2 separate regions of the Columba livia genome follow, and region 2 is linked to region 1. Evidence: chromatin contacts called from public Hi-C data. All regions are on one chromosome and are shown on one strand. The core of a region is the stretch at or near the end of the contact, and the rest is flanking DNA. Distances in the headings are between cores, read along the strand shown.

Region 1 (7,952 bases), core at 3,642-6,141:
AATTAGGTCTGGGTCAATAAATAAGTGGAAAACCAGGGGGACGCAATCTGAGAGGCATGTGAAATGGGGAGGGATGGAAAGGAAAGAAGATAATGGAAGGGAGGGGAAGGAAAACAGAGAGTAGCTCTGACTTTTTATTTCCACTCTTGGTTTCAATCAGTGTTGTAAAATTAAAGGTTAGGGCTCTGACAGAAAGAAGAACGCGAGCTCCATCTCCTCCTGTGGGGGCACGTCTAACGGGTGAGGCTTCAGACGTGAATCGCCGATAGCAAAACTCTCCTCCTCGCGTGCCCAATGGTGCGTCACCCTGCAGGGACACTGCCAGGGGACAGCGCTTGTGTTTTGGGGGCTGCAGAGACCTGGGGAGGGCAAGGAAACAGGGCTGGAGCTCTTGGGAATGCTGGATCTGTCCATTGGCATCTGCATGCCATCAACCACCAAAAAGCCCCGGTGCGGTAGGTCAGCCGCCGGGCTGGGGGTGCGCGGACGGGCGCTCCGGGGACTAATTTTAGCTTTCGGTTACAGTGACTTTTCCTTTCTCACCCAGAACGTCTGGACCACTAATACTGACGGACCGGCTGATACTACAAACCGCCCCGCTAACATCACACATACGCGACGAGGGGAACACAGCCCAGCTTAGCTGGCCCAGCAGCGGAGCTTATAAAACAGCCAAATGGAAGCCAAAAGACTTGAGTTTAATCCCTCCAGTTAAGTCATCTAGATTCCTTCTCGCCACCAGCCATCTGATCTCAATCAACAAATCTTGGCCTTCATCTCCTGCCCTCGCCGAGAGTCGCAATGCTGAAGCCTGAAGTAATCTGCATGCAAAATGCTTTAGTAATGATTCCTTCAAGAGGGATTTTTTTAATTATTATTATTTCCCAAAAGCACTCTAATGTCAAAGTGGTAGGCAAACAAGAAAGGTGTCTTAGTAGTGTTTGCCATTAGTAGTTTGTTAACACTCTGTAATGTTCTTCCACTTATTTGCAATACCTGTAGTTAATAGAATACTGAAAGAGATGTAATTAACACTAATATGTTAGAAACAGTCATTGGGAATTAAAATAGGAGGCTTTTTTAAGACTGAAAATACTTCCAGTTTGTCTGTTCCTCTCATAACAGTAGTAGGATCTGGCAAGCAAATGAAGCAGAATTAAACATTCATATCTTTAACATCAGTGACCCACATCACGTCTAGATGCACGATGCTCTTAAGAAGCTCTGCAATATTTTGCTTTCAGCATCACCCCATGCACTTCCAGCACCGGAGAGCAGAGAGACAGACCTGCAACCAGCAGCATGTTGGAGTGGTGATACACGGCTTTGTAGGAAACACCACAGTAATTTGAGAGCAGAAATGATGTTTGCAATGGCAAGATCAAAGATACGGTCTGAAAAACATGCAGTTTCTGCAGATGCTTGGTTCATAGTCCCGGGCATCTGTCACCATGCAGAAGTATTAGAAAAATGCCATTTGCCAGGCCAAAGTGTGTTCCAGTAAAAGTCACAAACCAAAGTTGGATTCTAGATATTCCAGGCTATCTTTAGCAGGAGTTGTGGAACACATCTCTCTTCAGTTTTATAATCTCTAACAACTGAAAATTGTTTACACCTCAGCATTTGATTTTCCCTTATAATTTCTTTCCACTCTCAGCAAGAACCACATACAGAGGAAACGAGGACTGGTTCAGTGGCCGAGGTATATTCCACAAGGCCAGGGATGTTTCCCTCTGAGTGATACTTTAAATATTACCTTCTGCAGGGCTGGAGTCCTGTTTGGCTGTGAGCACCTCACCTTCCACTCTTCCTTATTTCAAAGTGACGTTACTTGTGACAATGCAGGACATTATTTCACAATTTCATTTTCTGCACATACGTTAAATTCTATAGAGCAGGCAAGGGAGACCGAGGGAACAAGATCTGCCATTTTGTCAACTAAAATAATTGTGTTACAAAGCTCAGCACGGCTTACACTATTGTGCCGTGTTCAATCAAACTCCATCCCAAAGGTGCATACGTATCTCTAGACTATTGTAGAGGTTGGCAGCTGCTTCAGTACAATTACTCCTTTTTATTTATTATTTTTTTTTGTCTTGGGGCTTTTAAAATTGATGGGAGGCTGAAGGCAAGAACTGATGCATTGTAGATGACAACAAAAGAGGCTCCATGAAATTGCTTTTGGCATCTCGTGTGCGTTCCGTCTACATCTTATAAATTACTGCTGCATTTCAGTGATAAAAATAGTTTTGTATTTGGAATTGATTACAGTGAGATAAAGCTCTTAAAAAAAAAAAAAAGTACCAATGCATAAATATTCTGAACATACAAGGCTAATTTGATTTGATAAAATAAGTGTGGCGCTCAGTTTCTTCCTTTTAAACAGAACACACATACACACACATACCAGAATGCAGATAAAACTCGGGCAGCTGTTTTGCTCGGAGTTCCCAGAAATGGTTATGTGCCTCTTGCAGCTCTTCTCTTCAGACGTTTTTATGGCAACCTCCGTCCATCACCCAGGCCGGACAACATTCCCCCTGCAATCGCGAAGCATTCAGCCCAGGGCATTGTGCTTTCTTGGATGTGATAAACATTGATTCCTTCCCTGTGCCCTTAAAGGTTATTATATTAACTGGGCTATTTTTGTTTAGTTCGTTCCTTAGCGCATCAGCTCTGCGACTTGCGCTTTTGCCGTGACTGGGGCTGCAGGATCAGCAGAGGGAGCTGATATATTGTTTTCGGCAATTCTAATATAAAGGGAAGCATAATTTTATTTACACGAGAAAGAGGGAAATAGCGATTCATGTTTCAGCATGACCCAGACCAGCACGCTTTACTCAAGCAAAATGCTATTTGACTTCGCCTAATAAATTAAGGGCGAAAATTGGCTTTGCATCATGACAAATGCACAGCCTCATCGTTAACCTTCAAAGAAACGCAAAGCTTAATTGCAGATAATAGCGATGGGCCTGGCAGCGGGATCAAGGGTTGGATCCAGGACCTGGTGAAAGCCAGAGCAAAGCCCCGATGTCTGTTTTCCATCCCGCGGGCGTGGGGACCAACAGCCGAGCAAACCCCACCGCTCCCTTTGGCCGCATCGCTGCAAGGTGCTGAGCGAACCGCCGGGCTCCCAAACCCGCACCCCGCACCCCAGCAACGCTGTGGCCGTTTGCAGCCCCTACAGCCCCCCATCCCCGCTGAAAAGCTGGTATTTTTTGGGGGGGTGCAGGAAGGCGGCTCGTCTCGCCGCAGCAGCGCCTTTGATGTGGGCTGGACGGGATGTGGGTGTTCTGCTCCCCCAGCCACGCCAGCCCAAGCGCAGAAGGAAAAACCGACGGCAGAAAGACTGACAATTCCTTCTGTAGAGCAGCTTCAGCACTCCTGAGTTTTCAGTAACGTGCGATAAGCTGCTACGAGCAGGATGATCCTTAAAAACCTTCCACGTGAAAAGCAAAGCAGCACAGTGTATCCCCGACAACTTCCACTGGGTAAATACAGGTAAACTGACAGCACACCGCTTTTAAATCTCATTTATTTATTTTTGTGTACATTTTTCTTAATTTGACTGACATACCATTGCTATAAAGATGCCCTGCTCTTTGAATATTTAATCCAAGACCACTAGTTCAAGTGTGGTTATGAAAAGTCACGGCAAACATATGACTGGAAAGAGGTGGTCGGTTTTGACTTCCAGGCAGTTGTTTGAAGCAGTTCATAGATGCACACAATATTCAGCAGAACACACGCACACACGCTGCTGAATTTAACACACACACGCGCGCACACGCACATCTGGAAAACGGTTACAGTGGTTGAAGTTTCAAAAAGGTGAACTGTCCCCTTCTCTCAGCAGCACTGATAAACCTTTGGGTATCCTGAGAAATCAAACTGAAGCGTAGTAAAGACAATTAACTTATTCCACCAGCAGTGTTTGGGTTCTTGTTCAAGTTAAATATATTCTCCCAATCTATTCTTTTTTTTAATGAAGAGGGTGGAGGAAAAGGATCTGGAGCAGTCAGGTTTAAGAATACCAGTTCAGTTGTTCCACCAATATCCCTAATCCAGCACAACGCGAATCCTAAAAGCATCTCATTAAAACAACATTGTTAAATAAAAGCTTATCTAATGTTACACACATGGTCCTACTGTCAGTCTCCAGCTATTTATCATCTTCATAGTATGGGGAACGGCTTTGAGATGAATGAAGATGACACAGAGTAAGAGAAGTGTTTCAGACGGGGCGGACGTGGAGCCGTATGGGGGGGCAGCCGAAGTTCTGTGGGGCGCAGGGAGGACCCGGCGAACTCTGCAATATCTGACTGGCTCCGGTGTGAAATTCACCTGGTTGCAGACAGGAGAAGGAGCTGGGAGCTCGGTTTGTCATGGCACGGGGTGGCTCTGCGCTGCTACAAACCCTCGGCAAAGCCCCAGGGGACCTTAACCAGCGCTGACAAGAACCTGGGTCGCACCTCCCAGAGATGACAGCACTTCATTTATTTCAAATATACCACTAGGACATGTTCACGATAACAGGCCAAGGCAATAAGAGTTTACCTCAACACTCGCTATCTCTGGACAAACCCGCACTCCCCAAAGCTACGATTCCAGGATCTTGTGTTAGGAAAGGGCACTTCTGACTCTCACCACGATGGAGCTTCCTCAAGAAGACTCAAAATTGAAAATCGCTCATACTGCATTGTGCTGCCTTCTCTAGTCTAACCCTAGCTTTTCCGTTCCCCCCGTGGATGCGAACAGCGGTGCTTCCCCCACCGAGAGCAGAGCCCGTGCCCCGCGTCCCGCGCTGCCGCAGGGGTTGTGTGAGGTTACGGCTGCTGAGCAGCAACGAGCACTGCGGAGGAAACGGGCCAGCAAAGACTTAGACAACAAAAACAAACACGAAGCAATTAATAGAAGGATGGGAGATGTGGTCTGATGTACTTTTGCCAAGAAATAAATATTTTACATTGCCTTTCCTAAAAACGCTTGCGTTGCGTTTTAGATCTCCAAAATGGTAGATTTACTCACCCCACCCACCCATGCACAACACACACACACACATTGTAATGCACATACGTTTCCAGCTTTGTAGAGCTACTGGATTTACTTTGAGACAAGTTTCTTGTGCATTTTGACAATTTACTTTGAGACAAGTTATTTGCAAGAAGGCAAAGTTCATGCACGGCTTTGACAGCTCCACTTTCTCATAAATGGTATTTGAAAAGCAGAAAGCAAATGAGGACCAAAGCTCCATTTAAAGTTCACCTCAGATGCCTGAAAACCATTTATACCCACATCCTTCTGAGGTCCCCGCTTTATGAACTTCTAATGAATTCCACATTCTGCTACCCACCATTCCTTATACATAGAGGGAAGGAAAAACAAACCAGAAAACCAATGCAAGCTGTTGGAAAACAGATGCACCGCAGCATTCTTCATCAGAAAGGCCAGGGAGGCTTTTGGAGCAGGAGAGCAGCAAGGCACCTTTGTGAAGAGGAGAAGGGGAATAAAAAGAACAAATGGTTGGTTTTGAGCCCCCGATCCTGCTTGTCTAACACAGGTCACGCTTGTGGGATTTCACCTCGACATCTCTGACCGAGCAAGACGCAGCTGGTCATGAGTTCCTCCATTGTTTCTGTAGGACTTGTGTCCTCCAGAGCCACAGATGTCTGGGCAGAGGGTGCTGGGTGGCCCTCAGCTCCGCTTTGAAGCCATCCTGGCAACCCCGAGTCTCCCCGGCTCGAGGGCTAAAGGAAAACTCCAGGAAAATGTGATAAGAGAAAAGCCTGGAGTGAGACTTGGTCAAACCGAGTTCATCACCAACCAGATTTGATTTGTCAGGTGGAAAATTATCACTTTCTCAGAATTCCAATGAGCTTTTGGTTAATGACATTGTGACACTAAACATTTTTACCACTTAAACTGAACCCTGATGCTAAGTCAATCCCCTCTTGAAGGAACAACTACAACCCAACCGCTGCTTTTCGTATTAAAAAAGCGTGAGCGGGTTTATTCGGAAGCCTCCACGATGTTTAAAGAAACATTGAAAAATCCACTTTTTTATGAAATATTCCTTATCCCCATCCCTAATTCTAGAGCAAACCAGGTCACTAAAAGAAAATCTAAATTGCTATAAATATAATTTAAAATAATAATTAGCCAGCTACTGCCAGTTGCCATCCCAGCTGTCAAGAGATCCTATAGGTATTCCATAAGGCTGGAGGGTAGGCTGGGAGATGCCTTCAGCACATCTTGTCTAGTACCAGAAATGGATAAATAATAAATAATTAGAACATGAGAAGGAATAATCAGCCTCCCACACGTAAGGAAAAGCAGAAACTTTCACAGTTCTGAAATGAAATAATGTTACTGTAAAAAAAATAATCCTAAAAATAAAGTAAAATAAGGACCTTCCTGACAGCAGGTTGGAAAGGCGCCTCTTTTCTGCCGTGTTCACAACACAGCTGCTTTGCCTGTGCCCTCTTCAAGACCAACAGACCACTGGAAGTGGTTGCTTTCCCATTGTGCTCAGTTCTTTTTTTAGCTGGAAGTACGTAGAAATAACCTTATTACAAATTTCCCGCCATCTCGCGAGAGAGCAGATTTCACACCGCCAGACCGAAATCCTAGAAATTTCATATATTTCGATGCTAAACACGGATCTTTGCCAGCAAAACTGTAATTCCTTAAATTGAAGATTTCGGGCATTTTTAGACAGTTCCTTTCTTCTGCGAGAAATGGCAAGTTTTACTCCAACCCATTTCCCATTTGCAAGAAACTCCATTCAGCAGCTCCCCCCGCAACACACTGCTGTTAAAAAACAAACGCAAAATCCCAACTCTTTGTACATTGTGGCTATTTCCAGCAGCCCTGCCGGCACAGTGACAGCTGTTGCCAAGCACGAACCACTCGATTCACAATTGTGGAGGAAGCGAAGCGGTGGCAGAGCTCTGGAAATTCATTTCATAATCTAGATCATGTAGGAAATACCTGGAGCCCGGTGCTGGTATTGGCGATGCTGTACTTTGTACCCTGCAGAGCCCCAACCTGCCAGACGTCCTCCAAATGGCACAGTCCGTGCTCTTAGGTATTTCTCCAGGACTAATGACTAAATCTGGGCTAAATGTGGATGGAGAACTCTGCAGCTGCACCTGTACATGAGAAAATTTGATCCTGATTTAACAGTTATGACGGAGACTGTAATTCATCTTTAAACACACCTATTTGGCTCTTACGAGGCACTTGATCTACATCTCCTCAGTCTGGCTGCGTAAATGAAGGACACCTGGTCCTTCCCAACTTTTCGCGGTATCCATCCTGAAAAAAAACCCACACAACTGGGCTGAGAAATACCGGAGGCTTTCAGATATTGTTCCTGGACTCTCCACGATGACTGAATGTTCTTTATTAGAGGGAAAAAAAACGAGACCTGGCAGACCCTGATACCTCCATCACGCAACCCCTGGGGAAACTGTATCTACCTTTGGTTTTGGAGGCCACGGGCACGCTTGCTGCCAGACCGCTCGTTCCAACCATCAGATGTTGGCCGCCTCTCCCTGGACCACTTATCTCCATCCACCTTCTGGCACAACGTGGTTCATACCCTTGCGTGACTGGTCACAGTGTTTTTGGAAAGACCACGGCTTGGTGTCTTATTTTCTCAAGAAGAAGAATAATCTGGGGCAAAACCAGCCTGAATTAGGATAAACCCTGAGCTGGCCTGAATTCTTCCTGTAAGAGAAACCAAACAGCAACTTTCCTGATCGGCTCAGTAATACTTGGGGTGTGTTTAGTCTTTATTTAAAAATTACACTATTCTGAGCTTCCTGGATTTAGCTGGGCCCAAAAGTGAAAGTAACATACCAAAATACCCTGAAATAAACTTCTAGGAAGGGTTTTCAGGTCTGGCGAAAACCACATAGCTTTGGAAATTGCCGAAAGACGTCTGATCT
Region 2 (7,952 bases), core at 2,468-4,967, 170 kb before region 1:
ATTAAACCACGATGCTCTTTGTAAACCAATATTAGCTAAACTCGCCTGCGTTCATCCAAAACCCAACAAAACTGCAGCAACCAAGGAACACAAAGCAGCTTCAGTACTCTGTGGCTCTTCCTCTGCTCCGTATCTGACAACAGCTCTAGAGAAGAGTTTCTCTCCTTTCCCCAAAGCATCCCCGAAAGCCCTGCAGAGGTGTTCCAAAAACCTGCGGGATTTCAAACAGCTTCTCAGCCCTCCCACATCCTTCCACCCCACGACAAGGGCTTCAGGGCAGCAAACACTTGGGAGGAACAGAGCAGGTGACAAACAGAAACCACCGCTGTGCTTGTATTTGCACATGGGATGGTTTTCCCTCTAGAATCGCTTCAGGGTTTACTTTTACCTTCTCTTTTCTTCCTCCCTTGTGTTTGTTGTGTAAGAATGCGTCCCAACGCCTACTTGCCGGGATTAGTCATCTGTGACTTCATTGGTGTACAAGACATTTTGGCAGCTTTTGATCAGTTTGGTAAAGCCCAGGTTGGAGCGCTGCTCTCAGCAATGTCGGCTTAGGGGATGGTATAGCTGACCTTATTTATCTGTCTTGCCTGTGCTGCGTAAGGATTCGCTCCCCCCCCACCACCCCCTTTTAATCATGAGGTTTCTAACACCTGTCAGGATATCACTCCCAAAAATGCAAAGAAAAATCTTTTAATGTTCACACTTAAATTATGTTTTTTGCCTGAAAAATACTTCTATTAGAAACCTAAAGACAGAGGGAAGGTGGAGTTACTGTTAATACATTCCACACAAAACAACTTCTTCAAAAGCCGCTGCATTGGTCTGCAAATCGATTACTTTTATAAACCACATCCAATAATCACAGTCATGTTCAACTTCCACGTTCAAAGCCTGATTTGTTCCAAGGTAATTGAAATACACAGCCCAGGAAGCGCTTTATTTTGAAGCTGTTGTTTTGTTTGGGCTTTGTTCCCCCTCCTTTTTTTTCCTCTGCATTGTCTCTTGGATTTTAGGGGAAAACTTGTGGTAGAGGGAAAGATAAGCTGTAAAGCCTCAGGTGTCTGAATATGCAGCTCTCTGACAAAAGTCCTGACCCAAGGACATTTGTTTGAATTCCACAGATCACTGAAATCACAAGGCCAGCTTCCTGCGGCAAGCCGGCTGCTTTTAGAAGTTTGGGACCCAAATTAGGTACCGTATACCATGATATTCCTACCCTGAGTGGCTGAGCACCTTCTGCCTTGCACAGAACGTCTCCTTCCCAGCCACCCTCGGGGCCAAACCTGCAGCAATTTGGCTCTAACGATCCTTAAACCCTGTGCTACCTTTACAGACTGCCTGAAGTCGATACAACAAAGCTCTGGCACGCTCCACTGCAGCACAGTTGGCTTCTTGCTTTTACAGCACAAATTGTCTCCCTTGCGAGCGCTCGGGGGTGCAGGGACCAGCCAGAGGGTCTGATCCTGCTCCTGGCCCAGTAGAACACCCAGCAGATCCACTGGCTGCCCCATCACACACCTGATCAGTCATCACCCTGACTTGCACAACGAGTTCCAGTAGAAGTTCCCCCCAAAAATCCCACAAGCAACCAAACTAGGATGAAAAAATCTAACGGTCCTTGTGATTCAGCTAATCCACCTGCTGCTCAAGGATGAGCCAAGTTTGCTCCTCTCCACACCCCGTTCGCAACTGGTGGCACTGAGGATGCCAAGCAAGTGTGGGACCAGCCCTGCAACCCTCACCAGACAAAGAGCCCACCCAGTACCCACCAACCAACCCAAATCTTGGTATAATTGGGCCCAGCGCGCTACAGCCAGACACACACACGCAGCTGTAGATGCAATCATCACTAGGTGTGTTATTATTATTAATTCAGGCTGCCTTCCCTCTTGGAAGGGAATACAAGACTAGAGCAATGCAGCCTGTAATTACCAGCACTGGCACCAGCACGGCGTTACTGGGGAGCGATGAGATGGGGTGGGAGAGCCCTGCGCTTGCTCTGCTTCGAGGGGATGCTTGGAGAGGCAGAGAAAAACAGGGCTGCACTGCATCCACAGCATTTCTGACCCAACCTGTGTGCAAATGCGGAGCCCAAACCCCCACTTTTCCCTTCAGCAAGCATCCCCCTCAATATCTGCCCCCAGGAAAGACATTCACACCGTATGTTTAAACTCTGCAACAAAGAGCTCGAAGGGAATCGGTGCAGAAGGTTTAATACTGAGCAAAAAAACTCAAGTGCAAAAAGAGCGGAGGGGTGGGGAGAGGAGCACTAATGAGCGCTCGGAGCAGTTATTCCCCGGCGCACAGCCCTGCCGAGAGCCGGGCACATGTTGCTAAGAGAGCACCGGCACCAGCTCAGCCAAGCGCCTTCCCCTCCTGCCCTCGGTAAACAGAACAAAGGAGCCACTCGCACCAGTAAAGCCTGTTCCACAGTCCCCACTCCCTCGCTGCTGGGGACAGCCACCCCCAGAACCTTCCTCCGGACCCCTGTGTTACTTGAAAAGTCATTCCCCGGGGCTTCTCCACTGATTTGGGGAGACTCGAGTGACACAAAGCGCTCAGCTGCCTTCAGGAGAAGGATCTGTCCTTCACAATCAGGCAGTGGGGACGGGGGGGGGGAAATAAGTTAAAAAAAAGAGCAGATGATGATGGTGCAAAGAAATAGGAGAGAGGAAAAGACAAGTGGCATTTGCATCTGCTGTCCTGCCAAGGAGACGGGTTCAGGGTATTTCTAGCTGATGACAAAATATCTACAAGTGAAGCAGCCATCACCAGGGGGTGTACTTGATGCACCGGCTGGGAGGATGGAAAAGCAAACAAGTGTAAAGGTGAGGCTGGAACTGACACCTCGCAGGCTGGGGGGACCGAGATGCGGGTCCTGGCTCAGCCACCGCGGTGGCACCTGCGGGTCCCCGGGGAGGTGACAAAGCAGCCACTGAGTCCCCGCGAATAAATCTGCCATTTCTTATCAGTATTTTTTCCTTTAACTGTCATGAACAAACTCGGAACAATACAGCCCCTTCACGGGCTCTCCAGCTGCAATGGTTTTGTTTTTGTTTTCTTTCTTCCTATTTTTTTTTTTTCAGGATGGTTAAAAACAAACAACCCCCCCGCTTCCATAATACCAATGAATGAAGTTACAGGTTCATTTCATGCCCCTCCAGAACGTTTCAGACACTCCTTTCAAAAAGGCATATCTGATCTCCAAGACTTGATACTTTCGACCTCTCTCTTGTACAGGAAACAACAGGCGAGAAGAATTGGAAGGGATGGAGCGGTGCTGCTCCTGCGACACGGGCTTGTCATGCAAACTTCCAGCCCTTCCCCAGAATAAAATATTTCGGGGGCGGGAGGGGGGAGCAGCTGGTGCATGGAAAGTTATGAACATAAACAGATGCTGCAAGCAGATGCTCGAGTGTTCCCAGCATACCTATCTAATTATTTTAGTCACTGAGAATAGCTCGTGGATGGTGCATGAGAAATGCAAGAGTTCCCCCTCCAAACGTCTAAGCACAAATTCACCGAGCAGGAAAGCTTTATGTCGGGAATATCGCGACACGGTGCTCGCACCGAGACCGCGACCGCTGCATCGCCCTGCGGACCAGGGTGACCCTGCGTGGGCGTCTCGAATAGGTGTGGAAAGCAAGCGCTGCTTACCTGCCGGTGGCCCGAACGGAGGTGCTGGGAGAGTTCAAAAGGTGTAAGATCCCGCGGCTTTGTGGGGGACGCAGCAAAGCCAATCCCGGGGTGCCCGCCGGCCGCCGCACCGCTTCCCACTGAGCCTCTCAATGAGCCGCTGCCCCTTTTTTTCGCGAGCTGCCATGTGATGTTTAATAGCGGCCCCGCCGTCCCCGCCCTCCCGCCGCCCCGCACCAATGGCGGCCGGGAGGCCGGGCCGGGCCGGGGCAGCGCGGCCGGGGGCGGGCGGCACCCGGGCTGGGGGGTCCCGAGGACTTGCCGGGGGAAGCAGCGGCGGCCGCGGCCGCTGGGCTGTGCGGGGGCGGTCCTGGGCGGCCGCAGCACCCCCCCCCGACCCTGAGCGGCGTTCCACGGGTCCCGCTCGCAGCCGCTCCGCCCGGTTCCCTCCGGTTGTGTCCGCGGGCACCCGGCACCTGCCACGGGTACCCGCCCCCCCAGCTCCGAGAAAAGCTTTTGCGAGATTTTATTGGGAACCTGGGAAGGTCCCGGGTGGGATCTGTGTGGCTGAGCCGGTGTCCGGACCCCGTGTGCTAAGGAAAAATATCAGAGAGGGAATAGTTTGCACAGAATTCCAGAATGCCAGGGACTGGAAAGGACCTGGAACGCTCATCCAGTGCAATCCCCCCGCCGGAGCAGGAACACCCAGATGAGGTTACACAGGAAGGTGTCCAGGCGGGCACCCCCGTTGAGCAGCCTGGTCCAGGCTCTGTTACCCTCACTGAGAGGAAGTTTCTTCTCATATTTAAGTGAAACCTCCTGTGTTCCAGTTTGAACCCATTGAATCCACTTTCATTCCTTTTGCTCCTTTATTTCAGTGAAATGCTAAGATGTTTGTGATCTCACCACAAACACCTGACCCTAGCAGGAGAAGGAACACTCAAGCATCAAACCTCACATCCTTCTCTTTCACTGAGATCCAACGTGCCTTCCAAAACAAGAGCTTTGATCCCTGAACTAACATCTTTCGGAGCAAGGTTGGAAGCAAGAGAAGTATTTGCCTGGCTGCAGCGCGTAGGATCCAGTTCTTTGTTTCATTGATCACCTGTGGCAGCTCAATCCGCAGGCTGGCCGGCCGGTGTTGAAACGTGCAGAAATCAGAAGGATTTTTAATAGCCTGTCTGCCCTGCAGTGGACGTGGCCTAAGACTGAAAAAAAAGAAAGGATGAAATGTCTGGCCGGGAGCCTTGCAGGAACAAAAACAGCCTTGTAAGCACAGTCTGAAGTTTGCCAAGCTCCGGCGCTGATGGACAGTGCAGGGGTGTTGGTTTCCGAGGCAGGTGTCCGCTCCTCTGCCCTCGGAAAGCCGCGTTCCCCAGGGCCAACAGCTGAAATGCAGCGGGGAGCCCTGTGCGCTCCGCTGGAAAACTCAGAGTGAAGGTGATTGCTGAGTGCAAGGGCTGCGGACCACACAAGGCTGTGAACACCTCCAATTGCAGCCCAGGATTGCAATGGTAGCTCCTGCAACACCCAGCGAACGGGTGCTGGGGATGGTGTGGGACGAGCAGTGTTAATCCGCAGTCAGGTTTTCTGCCTGGAGCTGCAGAGGGACTGGTCCAAAAGCTTCCTCACAATGTCCAAAACAGGCTCTAAATCAGATTCCCTGCTTTCCACAGCGCCAGTGCCTGTAGTCACTTGTAGTTGCTTCAACTGTCCTCCTTCTCGTTTGTTTCATAAGTTTACAACCCTGACATGAAAATGCCTTGCCCAAATGCTTTAGGAACATATTGCTGCTGAACAACTTCCACCGCCTGCCCTTAGTGTCCCTTACAGGATCTGCTGAGTTCCCCATACTCCGAATGAGGAAGCACCGCATTGTTGCAGCAACAAATACAATGGCCAAATGCAGCTGGTTTGTAAAAGTCCCCAGTGTTATGTGTGCAGGATGCACAAAATTTACACGACGGGGAGAGGGGAAGAAAAGACAAGTGTTTGTGTACATTGAGCAATCTGGCATGTTGGGCAAACGTATTGTTTGTGAGTTATTCTTGGGTGATTCTGCTCATTTGTAAGTGGAAGAAAAGTCCTATAACATGGGTGAGTTTCTTATGAATGTCAAACCTGGAAAACAAAAAATCTACAAGAGGGATTGACTGCAGTTATTTTCTTCATTCAGTAAGATGAAAATCATCAAATCCACAGGATTTGAAAGCCATAGGCACAAATACTACACAGTTCATGTACCTGTATCAGAGAAAAAGCATCCCTCATTCTTCTGAGTGTCTGTGGGCTTTTTGTGAGCAGCTGTGATTGCTCTTGCTGAGAAGTGCTTTGCTGAGAACAGCCCCAGTTTGCGGGGGGGTGGGTTCACCAAATCTCTGCACAAAATCCACGAGATATTACAGATTACAGCCCGACCTTGTGGACTCTTACTCAGCCTTTACTCATGCAAACCAACCGCTAAGAACTGCAGGACTGCTAGACCCAAAGATCCCAGACCCGCCGACGTGACTAAGACTTAATCACAGCAGCAGGGACTTGCAGGTTCAGCCGTTTGGTGTTTCATCCTGAGGAAGGGTAGAGCAGATACATCACGACTGTTTTGCAGCTTGTTTAATGTTGGAACAGCTCTGCCCAGAAAGCTCTTCTTAGAATGAAATATCGATTCTCATCTCTTATGTAGATAATGAGAACCATAACAAAGCCGGCTCGCGTCCGCGTGGACTTCAGCGAGAGAAACACCTCCAAACCCCCTGAACGGGGAAGTTGAAGTTACAAGAACAGTTTCTAAAAAACCCTTTCCTGTTGCAACAAGCCAGGACAAAAGGGTTGAGAGACAGCTGAAAACTTAACCCTCAAGAGTGAGCCAGGGTTTGTTTTTCTTCTCTTGATGAATGGTTTTCTAATTTGACGTGGTCTAGCTACAGAAGTCTCACTACAGAGCCTCCTGAATGGGAATATTAGAAGAGCTTTGTGAAGTGGTCACAGTCGGAGGAGTTTTCAAGCTAATAACCACTATCTGCAGAAGAAATGGTGTCGAGGGATGAGAAGGGCCCTGGGAAGGCAGAACATTCGTTTCTCGTAGGAGGTGGAAGAAAAGGAGCCAGCAACAAAGCGAGATGCTTTTTCTGAGGCAAATTTCAGCCAGGCCATACCAGCAAAAAAAGGGGCTTTTTCTCCCCACATTTGCTGTTTTCTGGCCTCGTTGTCGCCTTTGCCGGTCACACCCCCTCGGTCCTGCCGAGCTCTGCAGATGCCATGGAAGCGAACCGGCGAGTTGTGCTGCAGACACAGTCCTTGCCAGCTGGGACCAGAGGCTTTAGCCCCTGTCTTACTGCACGGGAGATGTTATTAAATTGCTTTTTCTGTCTTGGCACTGAAATGACCTAATTATCAGATTGCATTAGTCTTCATCTCTTAAAGTGGCCAAATCTGCTTTGGTTCTCAAGGATTTTATTGCCAGCTGAAAATAGCTTAATTGTATTGTACTTGCAAAGAAAACATGGTCTGGTAGAATCAAAGCAGTCGGTTTCCACAAGATGAGAAGAAGTGCCATAAATAGGGCGTTGGGCTTGCTTTTTTTTTTCTGGTCTCACCATTTCCATGCATGTAAAGTGGCATAAGTGAGCCTTTCTTCTCTAACCATTAAGTCAACTGGAAAAAATTCATCAGGAAAAGGTGGTTTCCCCATTCACAGTAAACCCGTGGGGTTTCGACATTAACTGGATCTTTATATGTCTAATGCTGGGATCTCCAAGGAAAAATGAAGCCACGTTTGTAACATAAGGAATGGGTAAATCCAATGAGAAATCCATATTTGATAAGACTTGATAGAGCAAATAAATATATTTTGTGTTTTGCAAGCAAATAGGATATACAGATGTGCTGCCAGTGATACAGTTATATTGGATAATAAGGTGTTTGTTCATAGAAGGGATAAAATATGGCATAGGAGATTGAATTGTTTTATATATCTGAGAATAGTGGAACTCACACACCATTCACATTTGTTTTTCTCCCTTTCCCAGCTACTTTGTGTCCAAAATCTTTGCTTAAGTTTACAGGCTGTCCTATTTGGTCTTGTTCTGAAGTCAAATCACCAGCCAGTGACTACATTGTGAAAAAGATGAAGTATATCCTTTGAGTCTTTGCTTCTGCAGATGGTGGATGCGGGAAGCAAGGTGAAGAAACCTTGAAATAATGAATCTCAAACAGAAATCCACTGCTCACAGTAACTGTACAGAACCAGCAGTTCCATAGCAACCCAGGAAGTTCTGCCAAATAAAACTGATTTCCAACACCATATTCCATGT

What was found. A called contact is a pair of places that touch in the nucleus more often than the background predicts.
Region 2: a contact with region 1 is called in a Hi-C map of crop, with 2.6 times the contacts expected there. The contact joins the promoter of KCNJ2 here to the enhancer-like site in region 1.

Annotation. Positions count from the first base shown.
Region 1 is chr18:11,746,745-11,754,696 of bColLiv1.pat.W.v2, reverse strand. The region is part of intron 12 of MAP2K6 (mitogen-activated protein kinase kinase 6); the gene reads right to left. Among named protein-coding and RNA genes, the nearest start is that of MAP2K6, 47 kb to the right of the region's middle. Within about 2 kb of position 4,891, at least 1 of the 3 cell types and tissues checked has an H3K27ac peak away from gene starts, as active enhancers do.
Region 2 is chr18:11,913,076-11,921,027 of bColLiv1.pat.W.v2, reverse strand. KCNJ2 (potassium inwardly rectifying channel subfamily J member 2) reads right to left here and starts at 3,717. Exons shown (of 2, transcript NM_001290101.1): 1 at 3,661-3,717.